Linked DNA regions of Gossypium hirsutum: region 2 is linked to region 1. A link is a contact called in public Hi-C data. All regions are on one chromosome and are shown on one strand. The core of a region is the stretch at or near the end of the contact, and the rest is flanking DNA. Distances in the headings are between cores, read along the strand shown.

Region 1 (2,700 bases), core at 154-2,653:
GAATTAAACTAGAATGTAGTTAATTAAATACACAATTTATCAATAAGGACTTGGTAGTTTAATTAATTCAGTGATTGAATCGCAATATCCCCATTAGATTTTATAAATGGAACTCTAAACAAGATTTTCTTGACCACAACAATAACTCTATTTCACAACTGATTTTTTTTTTATCTATGTGGAACGTCATAGGGGGTTGGATGATTGGACAGTTTTGGCTTGTGGAAATCAAGCCTTTGAGCAAAAGAAACAAGCAGAAGAATTTGTCTGTCGATATCAACAATCCAAAATAAAAAGCATGAAATCTCATCCCATGAGTGAGTTCTTGATGATTCTGAGGATAAAGTAACTCTCTTCTAAGAGGATGAGTTGCACTTTTCAGTTACAAGAATCTAATGCATTTACCTAATTCATTCAGACAAGTTCAAAACCTCGACATGTTCTCAGTATTACAGGCTTTACAATTAAATTTTTAAAGGAAATAAAAACTACAAAAATTAAAGAAGAAAAACAACATATATTAAAATGGGTTTGTGAATTTACCGGGAAAGTACTTTCCGACAATGCGTAAAATGCGATTACCCGATTTATCAGAGCCCTGAAGGCAGACGAACTGGAGGAACTCGAGGTCGGAGAAATCTTCATCGGAAAAATCCTGCGAACAGTCATGCCAGTTGTCTTGGTCTTCAATTTCAGTGTCTTGGTTCGATAAGAAAGGACGGGCGTCTATGCCCAAATCTGAAGCAAGCACCACCACCGAGAAATCATCATTTGACGAACTTCCCATTTCCTCTAATTTCTTTTCTGTTTTTCCTTATCAACGTCCCTCACTTCAACAAACAAACGCGTATCACTTATCTGGAACAAACATATTAACATGCCAAATCTAATTAACATTTCCTTCAAAAAGAAATTTACAATTTTTAATTCCCAATGAAATCAAAATGAAATTGACAAGAACCATGAATAACTAGATTGTACTGGACAGTAAGAAGATAAAGCTGAGATCTCATCTCAAAGAACAAAAACAAATCAACAAGTGGAATAAAAGTAACAGATTTGCGAGATTAAAAAAAAGAAAAAGGAAAAGAAACAAAAATCTATGCAATAACTGGGAGATAAGGAGTGAAAAAAAGTGGCCACAAATTTAGGTACTAAAAGAAAAAACAGAAAGAGCGAAAAGCTTAGGTCCAAACAAACAGAATTTGGAAGAAATATGAGAAATAGTCCTTCCTTACTTTCGAAACGAAACTAATTACAGGGATTCTGGCTTGGCTACTCCACTTGCTGCTTTTAATTTCCAAGGAAACCCTCTCTCTTTTGTTATCTTGCGGGTTTTTTTTTCTTCTTTTTGCCGGTAACCTATAAAATAGTCAATTAGCCCTTCACTAGGTGCGTTTAGCATTTTAACTTTCTCACTCTTACCTCATCACTTATTAGAATTTTCTATTTAATTTTCAATTTTTTTATTATTTCTATTTTGGTCACAATTATTTTTATATTGGTCATTTTCCAGTAAATAATTAACAAAAATAATAATGTGACTTTTTTTAATTAGTACAATAATATATATGATCATCAATATTTAAAATATTTTATAAATTTAATTCTAATTCTAAATAATTTAATAAATTTAATTATCTACATTTATAAATTTTATCAATTTGATCCTCAATCATATAGAATTAAAATATAACTATAATTATATTCAAACATATATAATTAAATCGTGTTAAACTTATATGTAAATTTATGAATTTAATAAACCTACAAAATCATAACCCTCCTCAACAGAGGAACCCTTCTTATGGCACCTAACAAATAATTAATAAATAAAAAAAATGAAAAAATGTTCCTTAAAGCATTCAAATAACCATCTTTTGTATTTTTGTCAATTTAAAGAATTGTATAATAATTTGCACTCATCTCTAAATATAAAATTTATTGTAAAATTTATCTACATATAATTGTTCGCAATTTATTTAGAAAAAAGAAGTAGTTTTTTTTTCTCACCTGAATTTTAGATTTTCCATTTTTGCAATATTTTTAATATTTTAGATACATATATTTTTATAATTTATAAAAACAATGAAAACTCAAGCAATCATGGTTTGGCTGGAAAGAAAAACTCTAGAGCTGGTTGGGAAATGCTTTCTTGAAGCCAAATTTCGAACGGATTTAGAATGAAACCAATAAAACAAATTAGAAAACAACGGAAAAAAATGAAAAGAAATGGAAACTAGTCAAGAAGTATGGATCGATTGATGGGGGCACTAGGTCTTAAGTAAAGAATCTTACAATCCAAGAAACTAAAATCAAACCTGATTTGATCTGAAAAAATCAAAACATCAACTTAAATGAGGAATAAAGCAAATTGAATGAAAAAGAAGAGAAAAAAAATAGAGGGAATAATGCTTTTCCTCTATAATTAGTGTAATTCTTTTTTTCTATTTCCATATAGTTGATACCTTTAATCTTCTTTATTATTCGAAGGCCAGTACAGTTGGACTCAGAAAGACTATCGGGCAAGAACCGGTTGTTTCGGTGGAGTAAAGGTGATGCTCTTTTCGAGTTGATAGCGGTTGTCGTTATTAAACAACCCATTAATAACTACAACCATTGCCGCGCCGACCCGAGTTTGACCTTTACTTTCGTCGAAACATCCGCTCTCCCCCTAAGAGTCCTCTTGTGTCTACCTTA
Region 2 (2,700 bases), core at 46-2,545, 200 kb before region 1:
TATTATTAAAATTTTAATATCTTTAAAAAAATTATTTTTGTTAAATTAAATTTTGAATTGGGTTTTAATTTTTGCAAATTATATTTGGATATTGGGTTTAATTTGTATTTATTTTGGACTTGAGGTTTTGGATATAGTTAGTTTATTTTGGGTTAATGTGTATATTATTTGGATTTGGGCTTAGCATAATATATATGGATTTTGGAATAAATATTTTAGAATATGAGTATTAGGTTTATAAATTTAATAATAAAAATAAAAGTTTTTTAATTTTCAATTACTATAGTAATAAACAATAAAATATATTTTCGTCGATTCATATACATATCATATAATAATAAATTTTACATGCAATAAGCACTTTAACTATTTTATGTAAAAAAAAACTCTATTAAATATATACATATAATTTATGCTTTTTATAAGGCAAATATAAATTGCATTGTCATCGTATAAAAATTAAATATTTATAACTTAGAAACTATAAAATCATTTGAATCTGTTAGAGACCTCCCTAGCTCTATCCAAGCCTAAATTTGAAAAAATTCGAGTTTGAAAAAACCTAAGCCAGAAAAAATTTAAAAAAAGCTTGATCTAAGTTAAGATCCGATTAACAAATAGTAAAAGATAATTTTATCTTACTTCACATTTCTTTAAATTATATCAATAAGTATAAATGAATTATTTTAAGATAATTTTAAGTGGGGTGAATTTTTTCTTAGAAATTTGAATTTAGTTTAAATCCTAAAATCATCATTATTAAAAGAAAATATTTAAATACTGAATAAAATTGATTTCTACACTAAAATGCAAAAAGACAGCCATAATTGAAAGAAAAAATAAAAAGAATATGATCCCCTTGTTATGATGGTGAATACCCCTCCGAATCCCTTACACCCACCACGCCCATTCTTCGCACAGACTGACACTGGCTCAACAGTTTACTCCTAGTTTCACGTTAAAAACATTAATATTTGATACATATATTCCAATATAACATATTTAAAGCCTAGAAGTTGAGTCTTTTTTTTCTCTTCTTTTCAGGCCAAGGTAAAGAGAGATTATCAGTGACTTCCATTTTTTTCTTTTTTTATTGGGAAGAGAAAGGGAATTGAGATATAAATGCTGCGGAGTTTGAGAATTGAACATCCAAAGGGCAAAAAGAATGAGAGAGGATTGAAAGAGATGTGATTGTTTTTTAACATCAAGCAGTCATCCAAGGCTCTACATTAAACCCAAACACTACATTTAAAAAAACAAAAACAAAAGGAGAAACAAATAGTTTTACCGAGTTATGTGTGTCAGATGTTCATCGTTGGCACGTGGGAATCAGTGTCCCCAGTGGCCACTCGTGGAGCATGCCATTGTCTTTGCAAAACAGTTCGAAGGTCAGTAAAAATACCTAAAAGATTAGACAAGAACTGATAAATTTGATACACGTTTTGAGCAGATAAGGGTAGTAGGGGGCCATGTGGACCGTGTTCTTCCGCGGTCGTACGGGTTTTAGCCATTTTCTTGGTAAAAGGGTCTCTCTCTCTCTCTACTCTCGTCTGCCTCTGCCTCTGCCTCTGCCTTTGCCTGCTCTGGTGCTGTGTTAGGGCTTTTGCTGAGCTGAGAGGCTGAGACTGGGACTGGCTTGAAGAGTCAGATCATTTGTCTACATCACATCACCTCTCACATGCAACCCTTGTTTGTCAAATCATGTGGAATCAACAAAAAATACCCATCACATCTCACTTTCTCCCTACGTAATTCAATACCTTATTATTATTTACCATGACTATTAAGTGTTTAACCTTTTCTTTTATTAATTTGCATGGCTAGCTCCATTATTTTTTAAAAAAAAAAGACAAACTTGATTGGTCTTTTTTATTCGTCAAAACTTTATTTGCAGGTCTTAACAACTGTATAAATATTTATGTAATGGACAGAAGGAGAGACTTTTCAACTTTCATTTTCTAAGATTTTGCACCTAAAAGAAAGCTTTAAGTAAGTGTTCCGGTTTTAAACCGAAGTTTTAGCCATCTGTTTCGTAAATTTCGTTGAATATTTAGTAGTAGCAGAAGAGAAATGAATGTGGGTGTAGGAATGTTTGGCCTGTTGGGTTTTGTAGGTTTTGATTAACAACTTTGCTTATTTGACTGATAAACGTGGAGTGGAATCATGCAAGCTTTTTATTTGTTGTTTTCCATTTTGTTGACGAGTGACTTTTCTGCACATTACGTGCAAAGCTATGATTGGAGAAATGTGTTCATATTTTTCGATTTGGCGACAGGTAAAAAATTAGAGCAAGGAAAACGATATATGACGAAAGCGGAGTGCTTGCTTTTTTTAGACTTCATTTTTTCTTTTTCTTTTTTTCCAACCAATAATAGAGAAAAGAAGAAAAGAGAGCTGTTGAGTTGATTGATCCCAACTTAAAAACTGAAAGTCAGATACAAAAATCTGACTCAATGCATTGATGCGATACGAAAAGAGTTACAAACCTTTTAGAAGCTGGGATATCAAGACTTTCCAACATCAAATCACTATCATTTTGAATGTCTTGAATTTGGATTATTTTGGGTTTAAATATTTTTAGGTTTGAATCACTTTAAGTTAAGATTTTTTGGATTAAGATGATTTTAGATTGGATATTTTTTTATTTGAGTCTTTTTTTGGTTTAGCAATGTTGAGGCGGTTGTAAGAGCAATGTCACAA

The links. A called contact is a pair of places that touch in the nucleus more often than the background predicts.
Region 2: a contact with region 1 is called in a Hi-C map of leaf, with 3 times the contacts expected there. The contact joins the promoter of LOC107890099 here to the promoter of LOC107889379 in region 1. A contact is called at or near these places in 4 of 34 Hi-C or Micro-C datasets (all in leaf).

What each region holds. Positions count from the first base shown.
Region 1 is chrA09:69,895,800-69,898,499 of Gossypium_hirsutum_v2.1, reverse strand. LOC107889379 (rho GTPase-activating protein 68F) reads right to left here and starts at 1,403. Exons shown (of 4, transcript XM_016813780.2): 1 at 1,239-1,403; 2 at 544-858. The coding sequence starts at 787.
Region 2 is chrA09:70,094,334-70,097,033 of Gossypium_hirsutum_v2.1, reverse strand. LOC107890099 reads left to right here and starts at 1,295. Exons shown (of 11, transcript XM_016814610.2): 1 at 1,295-1,388. The coding sequence starts at 1,295.